Regions from separate parts of the Anser cygnoides genome. Here all the other regions are linked to region 3. Evidence: chromatin contacts called from public Hi-C data. All regions are on one chromosome and are shown on one strand. The core of a region is the stretch at or near the end of the contact, and the rest is flanking DNA. Distances in the headings are between cores, read along the strand shown.

Region 1 (3,910 bases), core at 293-2,792, 300 kb after region 3:
ACCGGCACCGCTATTGATTCTGGTAGCCAAAACTGACATTACGTAGCCCAGACTCGGCGTTAACGCCGAACACCTCGTCAAGAGAGTAAAACTTGGCTGGAGCCATGAAGTCCAACATGAAGTTGTTCTTGCAAAGGTATTTCCCTCACTCCAAATGCAAAGTCCATAGGTGTTATCAGGGATGAAATACTTCATCCTACTTCATCCTTCCTGTACACCCTACTACCACACCTCATAAAAACGCCACCCAACGTAACATACACTAGGAAGTTAATTTTGTTGCGACAAGAGCAGAATTTGGTACTGGGATGTGACCAGAAAAAAATAAGATGTAAAATTTGTGCCAAATTCGCAAGTATCCCAGAAGGAAAACTGAGATTAGGCCTTTTCTCAAATTCAAGATAACGCACGTCGGAATGACAGGTCAAAGAAGAACAAGAAGTAAAACTCGATTTGGAAGACTTGGTCATCTTCCTGCAACCAGCAGCAGATGCAAGACGCACGGGAACATGCTAATATTGGCATACAGAACAGGCTAAGCAGGTCCTGAAGCTCGGCAGCCGATACGTGCTTTAGTTAGGGCAGAGAACATCATTGGATGGTCCAGAGGATCAAGAAGCACAGATAGCTCGGAATAATGCTTCAGACCGGTGGCTCTATCTGTTAGGCTCACCTGGTTTCCACCGTACACCAGGGGCTGTACGGGGGGGGGTGTTGACCTGGTGTCCGGTCCTAGGATGACAGACTGCAATCTTTCATTTAAAAAAAAAAAAAAAAAGACAGCCCCAGGACCTTGTAGAGAATGTATCGTTCCACCTTTTACATTGCTGGCTAGGAGTTTGAAATTAACAGACTATATATTTAAATATTTAAAGGGAAAAAAGGATAAAACTGTAATCGTGCTACGACGGTGCTAGAAATTACAGGAATACAATTTTAAGATGGCTTATGCTAAGAATGAAAGGAATTCCATAGATTTGGGACCAAGAGACCTTCCTTTACTTATTTTCTGCTGAAACTGTGTTCCTGCAAGCGCAAGTTGCAGTCACCACCAGCTGCTCAAGACAGAATTTCTGGAAAATAGTTCAGGAATAGGATGAGGAGGTAAAAGGGTGCTTTTTGACAAGAAGAATCTGCCCTTCAGTCCCTATATGAGCCGTACCATGGGGTCTGTCTGCCCATCTCCCACCCGCAGGGAGTAACACTTAAAGGTTTTCTGCAGCAAAGCGGGATGCGAGATTGGAAACGGTCAAAATTCCACGGTCTAAGCACTGAGGTGAATAGCCCCAAACAGAAATGAAAATTAATCTTTCTGAACTGAAAAAAAAAAAAAAAAAAAAAGATCAGTAAGTTATTCAGGAAATGGGGAAAGCAGCAGACATATGCAAATACTGCCGAGCCAGAGATGGTGCTTCAGTGTGATATTATCTGACCCTGTCCCTAATAAGCACTTTTATGGCTGGAAGGGGATATATTAGGAGCTCTGCTCCAATTCAACAAGCGCTTCATGGACTATCGATTTTGCTCAGAAGTGGGAGAGCACAAAGTTCAGCCGGCATTGCTTTTATTTAAAGATCTGCCAAAGACCATCTCCAGCTCCCAAAACTGGTCCTCCGCAGCCCGGCGCAGATTGCTTCGGTTAGGCTCGTGACCTGCAGCTTCGGACACAAACGTTTCGCTGGCAAACAGTGAGTCAGACCCACAGAGCCATTCCGGCGAGGGATGGCTGTAAACAAGCACCTCTTGCTTGTTTACTGATCACTGTCACGTGGCTCATCAGAACTTGACCCTGATTAGGAGAAGAATTAACTAGTCGGAGAAAACTCTGACGAGATCCTAAATGGCTCGGATCCCTGTGAGCCCTAGCTGCCCCGGTCCCACGGGAAGCAGGACCCCACACCCGGCTCCGCACCAGCGGGACTGCTGCTCGCTGACTTTCCCTTCTAAATGAAACTCTGGGCTGTGCCACAGTCCACATCTGCAATCAGGTGATTTTATCGTCATCTGCTGATTTCCTCCCCTCTTGCGCACACGTTGCATTTGCCTCCCCTGACTCTTTGGGGCAGTCTCTGAGGGCAACGGGACCGCTGGGCTATTCACAAAGTAATTTTAAGTATGAATTGCCTCCTTTCGGAGCACAATAATGAACACTTTCAGTTTTATACTTTTTTGTTGACTCCTTATTCAAAAATATTTAAATTACTAATTCACACTGGTATCAATATCTGTATACTCTGAAACCCTGGACAGGGAAAGCAGAAGAGAGCTGATGTTAATACATTGCTAACAGCAAGTGCTCTTAGAATTAAAACATGTAAGACATTTCCTCCAGCACTGAGGGCGTCTGATCCTTCTCAGATTTTGGTCTTTACCACCCTCCAAATTAGAGGTAATTGAGGAAATACAACCATGACCTGGATAACTAATAGCTTTTACCAGTTCTAGTAGAGAACTGTATTCTCGAAGCTCTATTTGTAGCTATCCCATTTCCTAGAAAAGCAGCTTTTTTCCTTGAGGGGACCAGTCGGGCTGACTGGTGTACTTGTGCTGAAGTGGTTAATTTCTCCAGAAGATAAGGAGCAGATCTACAGCTGTACAGTACTGTAAATGCCACGCTCAAAACTTTGCTCTCACCCTTCCTCTGACACACTCGAGGCGTTCCTGCACAGGGCTGCGACGGTTTTCAGGAACTGCACCAAAGATGCTCTCGTTCTGAGTTCGAAAGCCAGACTGTGCGGCTCAGCTGAGCTGTAAATTTGCAAGGTATCAACTTAAAAAATGGTTTGGAAGGATTTTTTGGCAGGATTTGTGTTTATCCACTAAAGCATCTTGGAAGCTGCAGGTTTGGGGTTGTCATTGTTAACAAAGCATCGTTCGTTGTTAACCAGATTTGAACAAACTCCGCAGTCAGAGCTGGCCAGTTGGTACACGGGGCACAGAAAAACCCGATTCAGGACGGATTCAGCTTTACAGTGCAGACCCTACAAATTAAGGGTTTCAGAGCTCACAGGGAATGTTTCTCCCAAGGTCAGTGGGTTTGTAGTTGCGGCATGAAGAACTCCACCTAAATTCCACAGATGGATTTGAGCAATTCCCAGCAGTTATTCTCTCAGTCCAGCATCAGACTAGATTCCTCATGGAGATTAGCACCAGCACAGGCAGGTATCTGTCTGCATGGGTGCCGCGACACCAACACTTCTCTGTGGTTTAACAGACGAGTACTGGCCAAAGATCCTCACGGTTGGGGCAACTGAGAAATAAAGAGCTGACAGAAAGCATTCTTAACTCTAAGTGCTGACAAGGCAAGGCTTTTTCTCCCGTGGTACGGTTCTGATGGAAGGGGATACAAGACCCTCGTGTCAGGGTACTCTTACTCTAGATTTCTTCCAAGTATGCAGCCAGTGATTGCAACAAAAGGTAGATAAAGAGCAAAAATTAGGAACTTTGAGCAAAGCACCTTCAGAATCTTGTCCCTTCAATAAAGCAGGCATTTGCCTTAGGGCTGCGAAAGGGAGCGCTCGGTTGTTCCTGGCTTCTCAGGGGACCCAGCCCGGGATCAGCATTGCACCGAGACCTGCACTGCATGCAAAGCCACCTGTGCCATCCCGCTACAAAATCATCACCTTGATTATAATTAACTTTATTAAAATTTGTAGCACGTCAAGGCCAAACAAGCAAGTTATCTGTGCCTCTCAAAAAACTTTCTTTTAACCTTTCAGAGGTGAACAGAAGTTCGACAGGTCAACCTGCTGTTGGTTTGCTGTAACTCGTGGTAATTTTGTGAAGATGAATGCTTTGAGCCTTTTGTTACCTGTTGCTGCCAAGGACTCAATGTGTATTTGCAAGGTGCCAGCAAAGCCTCACCATCCAGTTATGTCACAGGCAATCATGGGCACATTGATGTAAAGCC
Region 2 (3,631 bases), core at 36-2,535, 400 kb before region 3:
AAGCCCACCTTTCAGGCCGCTCACACTCGCACCAACAGGTTACCTGTGCAAACACCGCCACTTTCAAAGGACTCTTACAAAGCCTGTCAAGACCTGATGCAAGTTTGCTATGGGAGCGCTGGGTTTGCTCTGCACCGGAGCAGTTACGTTAGCCACCGGGCCCCAGCTGCTCCGCGGGCAGCTCTGCACTGCAGTGCTCTGCGCTCCCTGAAGGGCAGGTCCCCGACAAAAGGAGCCGTGCAGACTCCCGCTGCCATTGCACACGTTTCGTTCTGAACTGGTGAGTCCCAGCGAGAGCACGGGGCTGGGCTTGCTAACGGGAGAGAAAAAGCACCACTGCGGGGAGCAAACGGGGAGACTGAAGTACGGCCGAGGAGACCCAAGCAGGGGCGGTGGGGAGGACTGAACAGGGCTGCAACCCAAAGCCGCCCCTGGGAGCGGACCGGGCGTTACATCAGAACCCCGACATTTTACAACCTTCTTACAAACTGCCCTCGAGGCAAGCATTTACTTACCGGTTTTGCAATTGTGTTTTTAACATTAAAAATGCTGTTTGAAGTAATGAAGCAGCCGCACCAGAGGGCGGCCCGTGGCTCAGCACTGGCTCTGCGAGGTTAAGGACCGCTGCTGCCACCACCACCGCTTGCACGGGGGGTTCACCTCACACCTGCGGGGCCCAGCACCTCCGCAGCGCAGATCCTGGCCGCGAAGCCCGGGTCCCAAAGGGCGCCGGGGCCCAGCAGAGCAGCGCCAGGCTGCCGCCGCGGCCGTCGTGCTCGGGGCGGGTGCCGGTGCCCGCAGGCGCCAGCTGCTGCGCCGGGTTAATGATTGCCCGGGTCCGGCCAGCCCGCCGCACCGCAGCCGCTCGCAGCGCCCAAGCCGCTCCGAGCCGGGAAGGCACAATTGAGGAGAGCCTTTGTCTGCCCCCACACAAACAAAATCGCCCTGGAATTTCCCGACAGCGAGCAAGGTCAAGCCAGCAGCTCATGGCATCCAAAGCAATCAGCGGCTCCAAAAGCGGCACTGCTTCAACTTTATAGCCTGTCAAGAGCGCCAGACTTGAAGAGACCTATGCTCCACAGGCAGAAGTGAAAAATGGGAAGTTCTTAAGCATAAACACTCTGATTATTTCCTTTTTTTAAAATTAAAGAGAAAAAAAAAAAAAGAAGAAAGAAAAAAACACCCTCCATTACTGGAAGCCTGAGTCAGAATTACCAGAAGGAAGCTGGACGGAAGAGCTATTTTCAGTGCCAACAAATCTGGAGAGCAGGTGAAACATCTCCACCTACAAATCTGAGCTCAATACCAAAGTTTCTTCTTAGGCAATAGAAGGTCCGGATCCTGCAGGATCGGGGGACGCGCAGCTGCGGCAGTGGGAAGTTCGGGTAGCTCTGGTTTTGCTTCGTGTCATCTTGCGAACAGAAACCCCTGCCGTCCCGATTCAGCAACGCGGCTTTGGCACGCGGCTTTTCGCCTCAGGTGTTACAAGGAAAAGGACAGAGACCCAGCGGTCTGGGGCAATGGAAAACAGACCCCACAGCTGAGGATACGCTGCGAGGACCAGTCCAGGCGGGGCCAGGGGCTGCACGGGGCAATAAATCACCTTGCTCCGGACTGAGCTCACACAGCTCCTGCCCCTCTCTCCTCTTGCTCACCTCACTGCCCGATTTTCTCCTTTCTCTAGGTGACGTACCTAAACCCGTTAACGTAAGAGTACACCGTGCGTGAGAACACTGGGATGGAGCAGGAGATGGACTCACTCCGTGAAGCTGCTGACAACTGCACCGAGGCTTGATCTTAGTCCACTTTCTTCCTCCTTGCATTGTTCTCCCTTTACCCCATCTCGCTGTGACTTCCATGGGAAATGAGCAGTCGCATCTGGCTGGCGAGCCAGCTCCCCCCAGCAGAAACACAATCCCTAGTACGGAGCTAGGAGAAGGGTGTTCACTGTTTTAAGTGCTATGAATGAGTTAGGCTGAGAAAAACGCGTCCACGAGTCACAAGAATTGGAGCTCCGAGCTTTCAGAGGCAGGGCTTTGTTTCCCCGATCTAAAAAGGCCGTGAATTCTCGGGAGATGGTTGTGAGAAAGCACAATGGACTACCCCAACTATTTTTAAAGGTATTTCACAACTCCATCACAAATTAAGCAAGCGTGTTTTGTCTGCTAACTCCTGCAAATATTTAACTATGTGGTAGCTCTTCCCTCCGTGCCCGCTTCAGAACTAACGCACGGAGACGACGCACCGAACACCTCTCCCTTAGTTCTGGTGCCAGCTCCCCCAGCACGGGCACACGAAGGCAGCTCTGAGCCCAGCCATTTCCTCTTGGTTTAGGAACACTCCGCCCAAAGCTTCAGCCCTGGGCACTCGAGATAAGAGTTTCTCGGTGAGCTTGAAACGTTTCAGCAGCGTGCAATCGAGCCGCGACGCTTTTCTCCAGTCCTCCTCCGTCCCCCTGCAGTAAAACACTTCCCCAGTGCTAACGATGGCTGGCAGAGAGGGGGCAAAGCTAAAATACAGATATGGTCTTTTCCGTAACATGTCTTCAAATTGCTGCGTGACAGAAAACACGTGGGTGGTTTCTGGGTTGTTTTTGGGTTGTTTTTAACGAGGACAAGCCACAAGGCCGTTCTTGTACCCGGGATCCATAGGGGGTCTCCGTGCAGGATGCATCCAACACGTTTAGGAGACGTCCCGAATATCGGAGCCCTTCAGAGATCGCTGCTTCTGCTCCGTGAGAATCTGAGACTGAAATTCTGTCTCAGGAACTTATCTGCTGTCCTGACAGCAGAGAGCAAGGCCTCCCATTGTTCCTGGGCAGAGCTGACTGTACAGCCACAGCTGATAAGATGTACTGGAGCAAAACGGGGACTGCATCCGCCTGGGCTGCGTACAGTGAAACCTGACTCACGTTCAGCCCTGTACTGCAGATTAACTGCCAAAATTCCTGGCATCTTATGGAGAATTACGGTGGCATGATGATGTGGGAGGGGATAGGGAAAGACTGGATAAATTGCGTGTACATTGGTGCAAGACATCAGCCGGGTGCCAGCCTTGCACCGAGCGTTACAGTAAGGAACTTTTTACTTTGGCACTGCCTCGGGATTTTGCCACAAATCATTGGCTTGCCTCCTTTAACGAAAACCAAGAGTATTTTCAAAAAAAGGTAATAAATCAGTTGCCAATCAACGAAGCTAACAATCCCTCTATCTGGCATCCTGCAAGTTCCCACCTCCCATGCAAAAACGAAACTGAAATCTCCTGCCTGGGATACGCTTCAGCGGCATCTCGTCAGGAAATGTCAGGCTCACTGAAAATAAACAAAAAGCACAACACAAACAGCAACCTCTGTGTTCAGAAAACACTGATAAGACAACGTTTAAAATAGCTGGTGATTCTTTTCAAAAGGAAGTTGTTTATAAATGGAATTCAAAGGAGCTGATTGGCCTTATCTGAACCTAAGAGCTCCAAAGGACAGCGAGGGGCACCGGCAGGGCTCCCGGTAGAAGACAGGAGGTGAAGGACAGCACGCAGGAGAGCCGCCCGCTGCCATCAGAGGCCTCAGTGCTACTTACACGACACATTTGCTTCTCACTTGCATTCTTTATGCTGGATTTGAAACAGCTTTTCC
Region 3 (3,675 bases), core at 211-2,710:
GGTCTGCAACCTGCTTGCCCGGGCGAGACGCGCCGCGCCGCGTGGCAGGTGCCGACCTCGTGCGATTGCAGCGTGGCTGTGAATCACGGTCCCGTGCCGGTGCTGCTCGGTGCCCCTTGGTTACCCGCCGGTCAGCGGTACCTGCCTGGAATGCTTTAGTTTGGCCCATGGGTACGGCATGTAACAGTTCCCAAGTTCCTCGACGAGGGGATCAGTCAGACGCCTCGGAAGGAGCCTTTGGCCATTTGGCAGCTTCTGATTTTCCATGAGCTGTTCCGCGTTGCCCAACCGTGCTGCACGGGGGCGCGGGCACCAACACGGCGCTGGCACCAACACGGCGCGGGCACGCCGCTCTCACCAGGGCAGGGCTCGGCGGCTGTTCTGCACCAACAGCCTGCCGGTGGCTCTGGGCTTCCTAAAACCCGCGTCTCTTCACTGAACGAGCAGGCTGGAGCTAAGGAGCCGAAAGTCACAGCCAGCGCAAATGCAGTTTTCTCTTATTCTCACGTTGGAATCCCAAATCGTGTTATCGGGAACATTGCATGTTGACCTTTATTTGCAGAGGTGACTGGGCTGGTGCCTCGTTCACCTTGTGCATGCAGTGTCTTTGATTTTTACCCTCTGTCACATATTCAAGCGTTCTTTAAAAGTCGTAAAGACTGCTCATACAGCAGGCTCTTCCTGCAGAAAGACTCCGTGAGTCTCGTGTCGCGTGTTCCCTCTAATCTTTTCATAGCACTCTTTATTAGTGGCAGTAGGAATAGCTGACAGCATCGGCCGCCTGCCTGCTCTGCGATCCGCCGGATCTTGGAGCGTCCGAAGGAAGGAAAGCGAGTTCCTCCTGCCGGGGAGCTGGAAGATGGTGGTGGAAAGGCTCTGCAGCGACTGCCTCCCACGGGGTTCCTGGCACCGCAGGCTTGCTGGTGGGCTGGAAGGGATGATCTGTCTTCCCTCCAGCTTTGCACCGGCTTTGAGGGAACGTTGGCAGCTGCAGGCTTTGCCTCGGGAGATGCCTTGCATTACCAACTGTTGCCGCTTCCAGGCAGTTCGGAAAGGAATTCCCCTCCTTGCTGCTCCCACCCACTGCAAGGTATCTTTGATAGCGCTGGCACTTGTGGTGCAAGCAGCTCGCCTGCGTGCAGGGCGGGCGTGAGCAAGGGATCCTGGCCCAAAACGTAAACAGGGCATGGGTCAAGAAGGACCAAAACCGACAAGTGTTCTTTCCCCAGACCTGTTGGTGTGACGAATGCCTGCGACAGGTTTCTAACGAGGATGGCAGAGCCCCTCTGACTCTCGCACGGCGATGTTCAGGTCCTTTGTTCGGGCAAGCGCTGCCGTGCAATATCCGCTCGAAGGAAATTGCAGCCTGCTTATCGCCTGCGTAGGAAATGGTACAAGTGGGAGATAGGGGAGTGCCTGCCGCGCGGCTGGCTGTGCCCCGGGAGCTGTGCGCTGAGCAGCGAACGCCGTACGCGGCGTACCGGGGGCCGGCTGACTTACTGGAGACCTTTGGCCAGCTGGGAAGTCGCTGGCCGGTGCCGCCAGATGAATGAAAGCCAGAGCTGGTCCTGCCAGTTCACCTTCTTGGCTCCGGCGGTCTTGTTTTCGATGTCAGTAAGCAGGAGCGTGTGGTCACGCTTCGCTCAGCTGGGTCACGCTGCGGGATATCGTGTTCTGTACCTTTGCACTGGGAGAAGCATGTAAGGAAGGAGGGGGCAGAGTTTATTCCAGCACGCTGAGGTCAGGCTTGTTTTCCCTCTCTGAGCAAGAACAGACCAGCCCCTGGAGTCAGCTTCTGCAAGCCTGTAAACAAAAGGCTCATTTCTGCGGAAAGCCGAAGATGGTGTTGTGTTCCTCTGGAAAGTTTTCTTGGCCTGCTTTTTTTCCCTGCTGCGAACTGTGCCCGGTGCATTAACCTTCGGTTCAAAGGTCTGCGCAGGGGGAAACGCTGCTGCAGTTCATCAGGCCGAGCTCGGGGGTGTCTGCAGGGCTGGCACCGACTGCAGAACGGCCGAGGGGGACGAGTGGGTGACCCCCGGGAGGCTTTGCGAGGGCCACGGGGCAGTGCTGCAGAGATGAGAGGGGCTCTCTGGGGTGGGGAGGTTCAATGTCAGAACCGCAGGTGCCTCGCAGGGGGTTGCTGCCCTCACCCCTTGTTCCTCTGGGAGCTGCTCAGGGCCTGCCCTCGACAGCAGTCCCGAACGGCAGCGCTCGCAGAAAACCCCAACAGCGCTTAAAATGGTGACCGGTTGCAAGAGGGATCTGAAACGCTGCGGCGGCTGCTGTGACAGCGCTGAGCTGGACGTGGCCGCCCAGGGATCCCCGCGCTGCTTTTAAAACAGGAGGAAAGAAAGGGCAGTCAGAAAGGCAGGTGCATCGACAAAGTTCAAGGGGGAGCAGTGCAAATAATGGTGTTTGTAACGTCATTTCAGGCGTTCGCTTAGGTAGGTGTAGCTTCAAGACTTCATTTAGTATAGATGAGGGTTCTCTTTTATTTCCCCCCCCCCCCCCGTCAAACTGGTGTGAGTTATTCGGCCGTGCTGTGACTCTCAAAGGAGAAAATCCCCGTACTGGGTGTTGCCTCTTGTGATTGCTGTCAGCAGAGCTCAGTTTAGTCAAAAGGTAGGTTTGGGTTTTGGGTGGCTCCTCTTTGGCCGCGGCTTCGAGCTCTCCCCTGCAGCTCGGAGGCGGCAGCTGATTCCCGCAGCAGCTCGGCATTTATCACCTCTTCGAGAGCACCAGAGACACTTGAACAACTGCACATACTTCACGGGGCCAAGCTGCTTGCTATTTCAATCTGTTTGCAATTTAGAAGCAGTAATTATTTTTTCATGCTGTAAAATCACGTATAGCTGGAAGAGCTGGGAGGCAGCGAGCGGGGGCTACAGCTGAGCGCTGGCGCCGTGCAGCCCGTGATTTACGGGGGCAAGTTCATCTCTCAGAGCAATTAGCAGGAGGCAGCAGGCTATGGGGAAAGCAGCCTTCCGTACAAAAGGCACGTCATCCTCTGTGGAGAGGGCTGAAGAGGCTGTTTGCTTGTTGATGGCTGAAATTCCTCCAGGCTGCTCATCTTTCTCCCCCCTTTCTGCCGCAGCCCTGCACGCGGGCGATACGATGGAGAGCTCGGCTCGAGCCGGGGAATGCGAGGAAGCAGCCAGGGCCTTCCTGGTCTCGGGGTCCAGGAGATGAGCCGGGGACAATCCCCAACCTTCTGCTGTTGGCTGAAGCCTTCAGGCTTGTAGCCCACGCTCCTTTTTGGTCTCTCGGTCCCGTACCCCGCTGCAGGTGCTTCCTTTTTCCGTAGCGGGGCTTTCTCTTTCGCTCTCACCTTCGTGATTACACGAATAGCTGGTGTTGATACTCCTGTTTTCAGTGTGCTATCTGTGAGAATTTGCTATTCTGAAAAAAAAAAAAAAAATTGGCATGAGGGCCGTCCCTCCCTCTGATTTACTGAAACCTAAAGGGGACGGAGGTAAAAGGGGCAAGGCAAACCGCGGCCTGAAACCCAGCGGGGAGTTAAGTGACGTGGGTTTTGCTCCCTAAAAAAAAATGTGTTTGTGTTCAGGCAGCGAGTGGGGAAAACAAGCAGGGTTGGATTTCGGCTCGGATGGATTCTTGGAAGGAGTCCACGGCTCTCGCTCCCAGCGGCTTTGACTGGAGCGCGGTGAGCCGGGC

What was found. Hi-C and Micro-C count contacts between places; a contact is called where the count stands out from the background.
Region 1: a contact with region 3 is called in a Hi-C map of liver, with 2.1 times the contacts expected there. The contact joins two enhancer-like sites. A contact is called at or near these places in 2 of 7 Hi-C or Micro-C datasets (both in liver).
Region 2: a Hi-C map of liver shows a contact between it and region 3, with 7 times the contacts expected there. The contact joins two enhancer-like sites. A contact is called at or near these places in 2 of 7 Hi-C or Micro-C datasets (both in liver).

The regions. Positions count from the first base shown.
Region 1 is chr27:1,434,364-1,438,273 of Taihu_goose_T2T_genome, forward strand. The region is part of intron 1 of GATAD2A (GATA zinc finger domain containing 2A); the gene reads right to left. Among named protein-coding and RNA genes, the nearest start is that of GATAD2A, 7.2 kb to the right of the region's middle. Within about 2 kb of position 1,543, at least 1 of the 3 cell types and tissues checked has open chromatin away from gene starts, as enhancers often do. A contact at or near this core is called in liver, where this site is marked.
Region 2 is chr27:733,431-737,061 of Taihu_goose_T2T_genome, forward strand. All of the region lies in intron 5 of SBNO2 (strawberry notch homolog 2), which reads right to left. Among named protein-coding and RNA genes, the nearest start is that of GPX4, 25 kb to the left of the region's middle. Within about 2 kb of position 1,286, at least 2 of the 3 cell types and tissues checked have open chromatin away from gene starts, as enhancers often do. A contact at or near this core is called in liver, where this site is marked.
Region 3 is chr27:1,131,416-1,135,090 of Taihu_goose_T2T_genome, forward strand. All of the region lies in intron 2 of GNG7 (G protein subunit gamma 7), which reads left to right. Among named protein-coding and RNA genes, the nearest start is that of GNG7, 19 kb to the left of the region's middle. Within about 2 kb of position 1,461, at least 2 of the 3 cell types and tissues checked have open chromatin away from gene starts, as enhancers often do. A contact at or near this core is called in liver, where this site is marked.